Linked DNA regions of Oryctolagus cuniculus: region 2 is linked to region 1. Evidence: chromatin contacts called from public Micro-C data. All regions are on one chromosome and are shown on one strand. The core of a region is the stretch at or near the end of the contact, and the rest is flanking DNA. Distances in the headings are between cores, read along the strand shown.

Evidence for each region. A called contact is a pair of places that touch in the nucleus more often than the background predicts.
Region 2: a Micro-C map of ear pinna shows a contact between it and region 1, with 5 times the contacts expected there. The contact joins the promoter of MFAP3L here to the promoter of NEK1 in region 1. A contact is called at or near these places in 4 of 6 Hi-C or Micro-C datasets (ear pinna, psoas muscle, skin fibroblasts and 1 more).

What each region holds. Positions count from the first base shown.
Region 1 is chr2:52,229,343-52,236,193 of mOryCun1.1, forward strand. NEK1 (NIMA related kinase 1) reads right to left here and starts at 2,478. Exons shown (of 35, transcript XR_011386262.1): 1 at 1,848-2,478.
Region 2 is chr2:52,630,361-52,637,211 of mOryCun1.1, forward strand. It overlaps MFAP3L (microfibril associated protein 3 like), which reads right to left and starts at 2,886. Exons shown (of 2, transcript XM_070068293.1): 1 at 2,630-2,886. The coding sequence starts at 2,849.

The sequences.
Region 1 (6,851 bases), core at 1,228-3,727:
CAAAATGAAATTTTGTGCACTACATATAAAAAATGTCAAGGGTATGTGAAGGAAACACCTATCCCCACTGGGCTAGAGCACATGCTGATAACCATTAAGCCTGCATCAACTGCCTAAGATATTTGATGGGCAGGTTGTCCTGAAGGGAAATTTTGGTAAAGGCAATGTGAACACATTTCAAAATGTCTTGGAATTTTCTGCAGCTATAATTCATTCATCCAGCTTGCCCAGAGTAATAAATACAATTTGGAATTGTGAGAGAGGATTTATTTAACTTTTCATGGAATAAAGTCCCTTCGGTATTTCTCATTATGTGAAAAAATTGAGATTATTATTAGACTTATTTCAAAATACTTTTATTCTCTGTAAATCTATTCACACAACATTGGATGGATTCTGTAATGGGCACTGCCAACATGCAAATAAAGAACTGTGTCAAGCATTTGGCACAGTGTTAGACACCGGCATCCTGTATCAGAGTACCTGGGTTTAAGTCCTGGCTCTGCTCCCAATTTGATTCTTGTGCATCCTGGTGATAGCTTGAGAGCAGGTGATAGCTCAAGTAGTTCTGTCCCTGCCAAACATGTAGGAGACATGGTGTGAGTTCCTGGCTTGTATTTTTAGCCTGGCCCAGCCTTGGCTATTGTGGGCATTTGATCAGTAATTCAGGGGATGGAAGATAGGTGTGTGTGTGTGTACGCGCATGTGTCAGAGAGAGTGAGAGACAGCAGACATTTCAAATAAATTAAAAAAAAAAGTCAAGTTCATGACTTAAATGAGAAGACAAGAGATTAGAAAGTGTAAAATTCACTTGGAATACACTGTCAATGTATTATTCGAAAGTCAGAGTTACAGAGAGAGAGGGAGAGATATCTTCCATACACTGTCCACTTCCCAGATGGCCGAAACAGCAGGGGCTGGGCCATCTGCTGCTTTCCCAGGCCATTAGCAGGGAGGTGGATCAAAAGTAGAACAGCCAGGACTCGAACTAGCACTCACATGGGATACCCCGGGTCACAGGCTTTACCCGCTATGCCACAATGCCTGCCCCTAATAGATTATTAACATGACCTCAAAAGAACTTTTGTGGTCAAGTTCTAAAACCTTTACTGGATTCCTGACAGTGACTTTTTCTGTGCAAAAACCTGTTTTCCCACAAAGCAACCTTCTTACTTTTCACCTACAATAATAGGCAATGAAACAGAGCTGTAGATTCTCTAACATCAATCCAATCTAAACTAGAAACAAAGAACTTCTCTCCATATCTGGCTCCCCTCCACCATCTCAACAATACTGCTGCACTGTAAGGTCTTTATTAGTTTAGATTGGAAACTACTATTAAAGCTCCATAAACATTTCTAATGCAACTTCGCAAAACATAAAAAAAGTTCTACTACTTGGAGATGTTACATGACAATAATAATAAATAGGCTTGTATGAAGAGTTACAATGATCTCTTACAAAACTTTTAATGCTTTAAATACGGAAACTGAAAAATCATGAAAACTGAAACGTTAACTTAACCAGTTAACTGCTACTCATTGTCTCCTAATGAAAAGGTATATCTCCTTTAAGATAGGAGACAAGTATGATACAGGTAATTTAAATGGCTGCTAATTCTCTTTTCACTCTAGCTTTAAAAATAATGGCCAAGGACTGCTCGGTAATATACACAGTTCCTTGGAGAATTAACAGTTTAATGAGGTGGAGGGCTTTCCCGTGCAAATAAATTCTTAAGGTAAGTAGCCATGCAATCTCTACAGAAGCAAGTCTAACAAGCAGGAGTCCTCATTTCCAGTATGACTGTAGTATTTTGCCCGTCATTGCTTCCCCCAAATGCGACTCACCTTAATGACACAGGACTTTGGTAGGAATAACGGTGATGACCAGTAAGCACAGGTCCAGGTATGGCGGTCTTCCTGTTGGACTTAACGAGGCGGATGCACCATCGTGCATTTTGAAAACATCCTGAAACCAAGACTGGCTAAGCAGGAGCAGCTCACAGCCCAGAATACAAGGGGGCGCAGAGGCTCCCACACCTGACACTCGTCTGTGCTTGACACTTCAGACTTAACTCCGTGTCGCTGCGCCTAGCGCCCCAAAGGCCCACAGCGCCTGAGGAAACAAACAAACTGGTTTCTGACCCCCTTGGAAACGGCGGGTGGCGGCAGGGGCAGCGCCTCGGTGACCGCCTCTCCAACTTCACCGAGGTCGCGGCGAGTGGCCTCGGCGGGGCGTGGCGGGGAGGCGGACGGGCAGCACCTAGGAGTCAGAGGCTACCTGACTGCTTCGCACTCCTGCCTCGCAATGCCAGCTCTAGAATCCGGGATATAGGGACCACCGCTGGGAACTCCAGGGTAAGGACCCCACACGCAAGCCGCCCCAAACCCGGGCGGAGCGGGTAGGGGGTGCAGAGAAAGCAATCGGGAGGAGCGGCCGGCTAGTCACCGGCGCCGGCGTGTGACGTCAGCACGCGGTAGCCGGCGCGCCGCCGAGCTGGCGGGGAAGGAGCGGCGAGACTGGGCGGGGTCCGCGCGAGCTGAGAGCGCGGCACTGCAGGTGGGAGAGAGCATGGAGGAATGGACGGTGTGGGAGAAGAGGAACTGGAGTGAGAGGGCTGTGAAGCTGGAAGGGGCAAGGCAGCAATGCCCGGAACGCACCAGTGGAAGCTGTTCTGGAATGAGGCATATTACGAATTTTTTCCCACACATACTACACCGGAAAGGATTTTATTTTTACTTGAACGTATACTGCTAACAGAGATGCCACAATTTACAAAGGGATTTTGCTTTAAAGAGCAAGCCTTTTTCTTACTATTTTTCATGTCGTGGTGGATGATTTAAGCAGGGAAGTATTTTTTAAGTCTTGAAATGTAAAAGGACAGAAGCATAATGTGGCTTTCTGCACTTTATATCTGGGTTGGGTACACGTGACTCATCTGCATGCCGCAGTGTGTGGCAGTGCACAGCCGTCTAAATACTTTTCCTCACTGCAGGGCTTGCAAAGATAGACTCGCCTAAAGCTATTATGAGAGATCAGATCCTCTGCCCTGTAAGCTGCCAGGTTACCTGGCATAAAATAACCTCACCACTTTGGCGAATCCAAACCTGAAGCCATAGGACGATAGTGGCTTGTTTGCTAACTTCGTTGCCCTCCTCACTGGTACCTCTTATACAAGCGTTAGATGTAGCTGGGTGGAGAGACCAGAAACATTGCCAGAGACCTCAGATTGAAGGGTTCAGCTATTTGCTTTAAAGATATCTATCTCCATCGAAAATGAATCATGATGTGAATGGAAGGGGAGAGGGAGTGGGAAAGGGGAGGGTTGCGGGTGGGAGGGGCGTTGTGGGGGGGGGGCATTGTAATCCATAAGCTGTACTTTGGAAATTTATATTCATTAGATAAAAGTTTAAAAAAACAGATATCTATCTCCTAACGATGATCTACTTGTTGAACTTTCCTAAAAATATTTATTTGAAAGGCAGAGTTACAGGGAAGGGGAGAGTGAAAGAGGGAGGGACAGATCTTCTATCTGCTGGTTCACTCCCCAAATGGCCTCCACTGCCAAAGCCGGGCTGGTTCCAAGCCAGTAGCCAGGAGCTTCTTCTGGGTCTCCCACTTGACTACAGGGCCCCAAGACCTTGGGTTATCTTAAGCTGCTTTCCCAGGCACATCAGCAAGGAGCTGGATCAGAAGTGGAGCATCCAGGATTTGAGCTGGCGTACGTATGGGTTGCTGGCAACATGGGCAATGGTTTTACCCATTACGCCACAGGGCCAGCCCCATACTTGTTGAATTCTTTACTTAGTGGAGGATTAAGTTTGTGAGTATGAAGTAAATGGAAAGTATGTTATTGCAAACATTAAAAATAAAAAAAGGTGGGAGGAAGGCCAGAAGTATTGTTATGTTCTTAAAACTATATATATGAAATAGCCGGCGCCGCGGCTCACTAGGCTAATCCTCCGCCTAGCGGCGCCGGCACACCGGGTTCTAGTCCCGGTCGGGGCGCCGGATTCTGTCCCGGTTGCCCCTCTTCCAGGCCAGCCCTCTGCTGTGGCCAGGGAGTGCAGTGGAGGATGGCCCAGGTGCTTGGGCCCTGCACCCCATGGGAGACCAGGAAAAGCACCTGGCTCCTGGCTCCTGCCATCGGATCAGCGCGGTGTGCCGGCCGCAGCGCGCCAGCCGCGGCGGCCATTGGAGGGTGAACCAACGGCAAAAGGAAGACCTTTCTCTCTGTCTCTCTCTCTCACTGTCCACTCTGCCTGTCACAAAAAAAAAAAAAAAAAAAAAAAAATTTGTTTCTGAGTGATACTTGCCTTGAGAAAACACACACACAAAAAAACTATATATATGAAATACATTAAATGTTCCTTTTATATTAATAAACTGAAAAAAAAAACCCACCTCCTTTTATCCCATCTCCTCCCCAACACACCACCCCTCCAAGTCAACTTATCTGGGTTTTCATGCCAGTCTTTGGATTTGCTGTGCTTATAAGAAATGCTCTATAACTACTGTGGAAACTTAAAAGGGTGTTATTTTAGTTTCTTAAAATTATTTTTAGGGGCCAGCATTGTGGCCTAACAGGTAAAGGCACTGTAAGCAATGCCAGCACCCTGTATGGGTGCTGGTTCAAGTCCCATCTGCTTCATTTCTAATCCAACTGCCTCCTTGTAGCCAGGGGAAAGCAGCGGAAGATGGCGTAAGTGTTTGGGCCCCTGCATCCATGTGGGAGACCCTGAAGAAATTCCTAGCTACTGGCTCTGGTCTGGCCCAGACCTGGCCATTGTGGCCATCTGAGGAGTGAACCAGTGGATGGAAGATGTCTCTGTCACTTTTTCTTGTATGACCCTCTCTTGAAGCTCTGACTTTCAAATAAATAAATCTTTTAAAAAATAAAAGTAATTTTTATTTATTTGAAAGGCAGAGTGAGAGAATGTTCCATCGACTGGTTCACTCAGAAATGCCCAGAACAACTAGCTCCTAGCCAAGTAGAAGCCAGGAGCCAGGAACTCCCTGTCCCAGGTTTCCCATATGGATGGCAGGGGTCTAGGTACTTGACCCATGATCACTTCTTGCATCTCAGGATGCACACTAGTAGGAAGCAAGATCCGAAGGGGAGTGGGGACTCCGTTCATGCACTCTGGTATTGGATGCAGGCATCTCAACTCCCCATGCCACAATATTTGCCCCAGAAATGTTGTTCCTGGCATCTTTGCCAGAAGATGGCACTGCAAGCCATCCTACTGGGCAAACTGGAGCAGATCTGCAGCACTTTCTCTTCTCTTCACACTCTCCACGCAACTATAAAGACTTTATTTTCCTTATTCCTTCTTTGGGCAAACATCTTGTGGCTTCTCCCACTCTTAGTTAGCAGGAAGTTTGGTATCTGCACAATAGCTCTCATTCTACTCACATCCATTTGCATGAAAACATTGCCAATTGGTAATACAAGCAAATTCATTTTTGCTGTTTGCAGGAGGAGGTCTAGCCAGGTGTCTTCTTAAGATAATTTAAGCTCCTGTCATAAACTGCTGGTGAGAATATACACTGTTACAGTGTTTCTAGGAGACATCCTAGCAACATGCATAGCCTTTGACTCACAGTTAAACTGGGCAAAAATGTATAAACAAGGATAATCATTATTGCATATAGTCAGAAAGACTAGAAACAATGTAAATGTCTAATAAGGAATTAAATTATATTCAAACAATGTAATACCCTAAAGTGATTAAAAAGAGTGAGTAGAGTCCATTTTTATTGATAGAGAAAAATGTCCTGACATTATCAAGTAAATAAAGCAAGTTATTCTTTCTGCATTAAGATGATTACTTGATGATTTCCCTTTCTGGTTTATAAACCTCTATACAGTCTATTTTAATTATTATTACAAAATAATGTTTCTGAGTTCCATTGCTTTTTTTATTTAATTGGATTTTTCTTTGGAACAAAGGAGCTTTGCTTTTTGCAACCAACCAGTAACATAAATACACAAAGATAAAGCTTCCAGTCTCCATTCCAGAGCTTTATCTCTGTGTTCACTCCTCCATGAAAGCAATATTAACAATTTCATGAATATCATCTACATTTTCTCTAGTTTCATAAAATATACATAAGTATATATTTATATATTAATATTATAAAATGGAATTACAGTATAAACATTATTTTGCAACTTGTATTATTTATTTTAAAGAGGGACAGAGAATAAGAGTGAGAGACAATTGTCTCCTATCTGCTAGTTCACTTCCCAAATGCCTGTAACAGCAGAGCCTGGGCCAGGCCAGAGTCGAACTGGAACAAAATTCTGGCATCCCATATGAGTGGCAGGAACCCAACTACCTGAACTGTCCATCACCAGCTGCCTCCTAGGTTGTGCATTAATAGTATGTTGGAATCACAAGTGGAACTGAGACCCAAACCTAGGTACTCAGATATGGGATGAAGGAATCCCAAGCAACATCCTAATTGCTAATCCACATGCCCTTGCAACCTGGTTTTGTTTGTTTTTTTACTTAACAGCATGTCATAAACATTTCTCCAGAGAACACTAATTTTTGTCAATGACATTAATATTCTATGATATGAATGTACCAAAATATATTCAATCACAGCTACTTACTAGTCATAGAGATCATTTCCAATGGTATTATTTCTGAGAGATAGAATCCTAAAAGGTTTGCTAAGACAAAATTATGTGTATTTTTTCATTTTGACAAATATTCCTGTGCTTGGATTATATATTGTACAACAAACCACCCTAAAACTTAGTGGGCCAAACCAACAATGATTTATTATTTCTCACAAATTTTCTGGCCAGAGTATCAGGCAGCATTCTGCTGGATGGTTTT
Region 2 (6,851 bases), core at 1,636-4,135, 400 kb after region 1:
AAAAACCATCCCACTTGCCTAAGAAATTGGCTTGAGCTGTGTTAAACACAACTTGGCTAGAATATTTATTTGGTATTTCAGTATCTCACTTTAGAAACAGAATAAGAATCCACAGCAAGTCAAATTTAAATAGACTCAAGTATTTAAATTGCAAGCCAAAGAATTTGAATATATATTACATATTATATATATATATATATATATATGGGGGAAGATCTACTTTTAAAGGCAATAGTTTGCCATGAATAGCTGATATGACAACATCATATCAAAGTACCTAAGATGGAAACAAAACTAAAAATTATGTCCCTAGCAGCTGAGCTGCAAGAACCCAATAGTTTAGTACAAAAGATAAACAATTATCACCTGTTTTGTAACTTAAATACAAATTCTACTTTGTTACTTTTCCTTCATGAGCAATAACAGACTCCCTCTTCAACCTAACCCCTGTTGGTTTTTGTTAGTTTTAGGTTAGGAGAACGTAGAAGTTTTGAAGTTAAGGGCAGTGTGTATAAGCCTTTGGTTGAATTTCATGGCTTGGGATTTTTAGATCAGGAAAAGGGCCCATTGATCTGTCTTAAACCTCTTCTTCACAAAAGGTAAATAAGGCCTAGCTGCTTCCTCTATGTCTGAAAAAACCCAAGGCTAAGGTTGTTTCCATTTGGGAATGCAATCTGAGAATGAGACCCGCATAGGAGGGTATGTCAAAAATTTCACGGAAAATAGAATTAAAAGTTTGTTTTGGTGCAAAAAAATTTTTAAATCCATTCATACCAGGGAGTCTTTAGAAAGTTCATAGAAAATGCATATTAGGAAACAAACCATGCAGATTTTAAACCTGATGCATTTTTAAAGAAAAAGGAAGCACAAAGCTAGCTACCTGATTTGATCATTACACTTTATATACATATATCAAAGTATCACGTTGTAGCCTATAAATATGGACAATTATTATGTGTCAACAAAAAATTTAAATCAATTCAGTATCTGTGTCTGAGTTTTTTAAACTTCTCAATTTTGCTAAAAGTCCTTAGAAATACATTTAGAAGCAATGAATATCTCCAACCAAACTATGTAGCTAAAATGAGAAGTGAAGGTCTAACTTTCACAAATAGTAATCCTGCTGCTGCTACTGCTGTTCCAATAGCTCAAGGCTTTCCTGATATTAAATCTCAGTTGTGTACAAGTACAGCACACAGCCAATCTGGGAAAATCACCCAAATATCTGGAATTAGAGCTGGAGCCATCTCCGGCTTATAAGCAAGCCCCTACTTTTGAAGACTATTCACAACCCAATGAAAAGTCAATACCCTCTTAAAGTCTATTAAAGTCTATTAAAAATGCAAACAAGAAGTTTTACAACAAACTTAACAAATAAAACAATTGAACCCATTAAGCAATACTTATGGAAACAGGCTTGAGAATCTAGCTGTGGTTAGAGGCAGAACTTGTTCTTGCTAGAACAAGGATTGTCTACCGTACTCCTATTAGATGCAGGTAATTCTTATAGCTGCAGTACTAAATGTTCTAGGAAGAAACTGCAAAAACTGCAGTGGGGCACACAAAGTGCATTTTTCTGTAATATGTAAAATATCACTAGAGCTACATTGTTTTAAAAGACATCTTTTTCCATCTTGGATTTCATACTGAAATTTTACTATGTTTCAACATAGTAGCAACTGAAAAAATGTGTTTCACTTAGAAACAAAAGTGAGAAAATCTCAAAAAACATTGCTCTTCTGCAATGCTATGTTTCCAAGATAAGGCAAAATAGACTGCTACAGTAACCAGACTCTTCTGCTAACAAGTATTCTTAAATAACAATGCAACCATAACAGTATTTTTTACATTATGAGCACATAATAGACCTGCAAAGATTCTTCTTGCTTTTTTGCTAGCTCGCTTTATGCATCTTGGAATTTGCAAGTCAAGTAATTTTTTTGGAAGAGGTAATGGTGTTAAATATTAGGCTTAAAATAAATCAGTTCTGCAATTACTTTATTTCCTAAGCCCACTGAAGCACGTTTCCCCACTTTAAGCCAACAAACAATTCGCTGTCAACTTGCTGTGGTGTCAAATGCGACAAACTCCGAGAGCTCCGGCCGAGAGGCGGCGGCTCGTGGCACTCGGAGCTCCCAGCACTCCTGCGGCAGGAGGACGCGGCGCCCTCCGGTTCCCGATGGGGAGCCCGCACTCAAGACCTTAGGCGCCGCGGCCAGGGCAGCCTCGTGCCTATGCGGGGTAAACTGAGGCACGGGGCTCCAAGCGACCCCGGATGGGCGAAGGCCCCCACCCCCCACCCCCGCCACTGCTTGGCGTCCTTTTCTCCTCCGGAGACGCGGGAGGCTCCCCGAAGGAGCGCAGGGGACACCGGAGCTTTCGCCCTCGGAAGGTGAGGGCGCGACCCCGGGACGCGGCTGTCCCCTGCCCGCCAGCCCCCGCCCGGGACGGATCTCCCAAGCATCCTGCGACCCTCCGCAGCCAGCTGCTGCTGTCTTCCCGCGCGCAGCCTTCGCTGCGGGCTCCGCCAGCCCAGGCACCCGAAAGTTCCGCGGCCCCGGCCGCCGATCGGGTACGGCTCCCTCCCGCCGAGCCCCGCCGCGCCGTTTCGAGGGACGCCCCGGCTAACCTGACACCGCTGCGCCACTCAGGGGGTCGCCGCGCACCCCTCGCCATGGCCAGCCGCACCGCTGCCGCCGCGCCCCCGGCTCTGCGCCCGACGCCTGACAGCGCCTGCTGCGGGCGAGCCGCCTCCTCCGGCGCCTGGCAGCGATGCGGGCTGCACGGCGGGCGGCCGCGAGTGCGGAGCCTCCCACCTCCCGGAGCCGGAGCCGGCCGGCGCCGAGCATGCCCAGTGCGGCCCGCCGGGCGGTGCGGAGGCGCGGAGCCGAGCGGGCGTCGCCGCCGGGTTTTGGCGGCGGCCGCGGGCGGGGGCGGGGCGCGGGCGAGCGTGCGGGAGCGGTGGGAGCTTCCCTCGCAGGAGGTCGGCGGCGGCGGCCCGCGGGCCCGGGGTCGGCTCGGCCAGCCGAGGCTTAGTAGATCTCTTTCCGACGCCGCGGGGCTCGCACCGCAACTCTCCGGTGTCGCGTGGCACGAGTGCTGAGGAGGCGCCTGGCGGGGGCCGCATGCCGGGCCGGGAGCGGGAGCCACGCAGCCCACGCGACGGCGTGAGGCCGGCTGCCGTGCAGCTGAACGTGTCAGAGCGCAGCGCGGCGCGGGAGGCCGGCGGGGCGCTCGCTGCTGCTGCGGGGTAGTGGGGTTCGGGGTTACTTTTAAATTAATTTTCTGTATTTTTTTAATTTATAGTTTCTACGTTTTCTCTAATGAGAAATGGATCTTAATAATAATAATAATAAAAGACTGTCCTAAATTAGTTTATTTTTTAACACCCGCAATAGTTTCCCCGCATGATCCTGCAGCGTAGACTTTTTTTCCAGACTTCACAGAGACCGCCGCTCGCCCGGGTCCGGGCCAGGCCCCGCCCCCTCTTCTGTGCCCGCCCCCTTCGGCCACGCCTCCCCGCGCCTGCTACTCGGCTCCGCCCTCTTCTGCTCCGGCGGCTAAGAAAACCCGGAGAGGTGGACTTTCCGAACTGACGCTCCCGGTGGCGCCTGCAGCCGACCCGGGCTGTTCGCCGCCGGGTCAGGAATCAATGTCTGGGAGAGGAGGCTGTCAGCGGCTCGCCGTCTCTAGGCTTTTCTCGGATTCTGGCAGCGCCTTCACCACGCTCGCCGACCTGCGACGGGCAGAAGTGGGTCAGGACCCGACTGAGCATGCTCGGGACGGCGCATGTGGTCGTCCCAGGTGGCTGCGGCTGCGGCTGCGGCTGCTGTAGCTCCTCACGACACCGGCGCTCGGGACGCGGCGGATGGGGGGCTCCAGACGGGCGCGACGGCCTGGGTACGCGGACGGGACACCCGCGCCGAGGGCCTCGTGCGGTGCCGGAGCGCCGTGTCCGGCTTGGGAAGCAACCGAAGCCTGCTTTTTCCCCTGCAAGATTGAAATGATCCTGTGTTGGTATTACTTTTATAGTGTCTCCAGTAACAATTTTATTTATTTCACTATTACGTCTTATATCAATGAACTTTCTTCCAATAAACCGACATCTAAGTGCTTAATAACCATAATTTACAATTGCACCACAGAGCTGAATTTTCACTTGTTGATGAATATTTAACCCGTGTCCCCACTTTCAAATAATTCCGCAGCGGTGTTCTCAGGCATTTCTGCATTGCCTATCTCCTCCCTTCACCCTTGTCTTCTAAAATCTCAGAAAAGCTGCAAAATGCTCTCCTGTTATCTTAACAAATACTTGAGGTGGGTGTGGGAACTTGCCCTTAATCCCCATGCACAGAAGAAAGACCGACACTTGGAAAAAGATTACAAGGGAAAGGTTTTGCAGACTTGAAATTAGTAACTTCCAGAACCCAGTGAAAACTTTTCTTTGAGACCAAGGAGGGGAACGGGGTTGGTTGTCAGTGTTCTGTCTGAGGAGGGAGAAGACGGACAGGTGGATCAGCTGCCCGGTGGAGTGTGGTGTGACAATGGAAAATGACCTCAGCGGGAGCTGACCTTTGTTTTGTCTCAGCCTCACCCAGCCCCAGATCAGCTTCCGCCTGGTTGGAGACATCTTCTTAGTGGAAGGTCACTCCAGGAAGAACACGTTCACTTCGGTGCTGCCCACTCAAGTCCTAACCTGTGCTGATACCGCCCTCATGTGCCTCCTGAGCTTTGAGATCCCATTATTGTTGGTACAGCCCACGCCCTGCTCTTGAACTTGGTAGAGATGCACACCACAAGTAGTCTAGCCTGAGTAAGGATGGGCAAGGTGTCTGACAGTCTATACGCCATTCCCACTTGTGTGAACTTTCTGCTCCCCCAGGCTTTCATGATGTGACCCTTCCTTTCTGTTCCTTCTCATCCTGCTCCTCCAGGTCCTCCTCTGTTGTACCTCCCAACTGACGGAGGTTGGGGTTGGGGGGTGGTTTTGTGACCTTTATCTTCCTGCCCTCATCTTTGATGATTGCCGTTGTCCAGGGGCTGTTGAGGACGGTTGTCCCTGTGGCCATGCCAGTGGTTCATTCCTATGCTTGTGTATTTCAGGCATGCTCAGGTGTGAGCCTCAGGAAACTTGGATCCCTGTGTCCCCAACAGGACCTGTGAACTGCAGCTGTTCTGCTTGTATTTCCTAGTTTGATTGCTGGCACTCCCAGTTTTTCAGCCATGCACATCATAAATCTGTATTATCCTAGATGTGTTCATCTACCTCTCCCTTGTTAGCCAGCTGGTCACCTGGCACAGTCCACCCTGCTAGGCAGGGCTGAAGCTGGGAGCTGGAAATGCAATCCAGGTCTGCCACAAGGGTGGCAAAAAAACAATTACCTGAGCCATCGCTGTTGCCTCACAAGGTCTGAATTAGCAGGAAGCTTGAGTCAGGAGCCCGAGCTGGGAATTGCATCCAGGCACTCGGATATGGAACTCTGTCATCTTAACCATTTGGCTAAACACCCACTCCATACTTTTCTTTTTAAGCAAATTATATTATAATTGTCTGCTAAAAATCCACAAATGAATCATAGTACCCTCAGGATAAGATCCCAGTTTTGAGTATGAACGGGTCCCTGCTTTTCTCTTGAGGTTAGAAGTCTCTAGCCAGTGTCCTCTAGTATCCCATGTCTTAGCCAATCTGAATTAGATCATATGACTTCCACATACCTGTTAGTTGTTCTGTCTCTCCTGTCCTTTTGTTCACCTGGGAAACTTACGTCTTCAGGACTGAGTTCGGGCTGAATGTCCTCTGAGCTCCCAAGGTGACTTCCTCATGAATGCTTCAGCTGCGTCTCCACTTGGACACCTAACGTTGATTCATTTTCCCTCATCGCCTCCAGTACACTGTAGGAATCTTGAGAGCAAGGACAATGTCTCAATGGCCTTTGTTTTCAGTCCTCAATAGAATTCTGCTTAATAAATGAAAGACAAACATATGCATCCATGTAATATTTAAAGGTTATGATTTTTAAAAAACTCTTTTTGAGAGTTGTAAATAGATTACAAAGAAAAAATACCTGAACAAAGTCATATCACATACAACCTGTGGAGTGGGTATGCACCTTTAAGTAATACGATTGAGATTGCAGGTTTGACTGCCTTAAACCCAGTGAACTTTCTTCAACTTTAAAAACTGGGAGGTTTTGTGAACCACTCTGCTGTGCTTGTTTTATTGGTCTGTAACTGCATGAAGCACAGCACTCTGCTGCTTATTAAGCCACAAATTCCATTGTTCTCTATCACCGCACTTTGTTCCTTGGTGTAGCTTCTAAGTACGTGTTTACTCCTCAGAATAGATTTTTGTTTATTTTTTCTCTGGCATCCCAGAGGGCACATGAACTCTTTAGGAATTAACTAATTTTCGCAGCTCTAACAGCTCATATTATCTGCTGAAAACACCTAGAACTAAGTATAGAGGACAGACCACCTTCATCCTCCCCAGGTTGGTGATGAACGCATTCCAGACTTGCTGGATAGACTGGTCCAAAGGCAGTGCTTTTTAGCAAGCTTCCCAGATGCTTCTGTGTAGTACATTTGAGAAACAGTTCCAAATCTTATAGATTAAATGGAAAATAATCACTGCTGGTCTAAAACTTCATGGAGCCCCTATATTTTTTTTTAATTTTATTCATTTATTTAAAAGGCAGAGTTACAGAAAGAGAGAGGGAAAGACAGAGAGAGAGAGAGAGAGAGAGAGAGCAAGTGTGCCACAATGCTGGCCACTTGTATTGGATTTCTTTGGCAGAAAGATACGTGTGAATGGGAGGGCTATTATCAGTCCATTAAAAAACAGCATTATATAT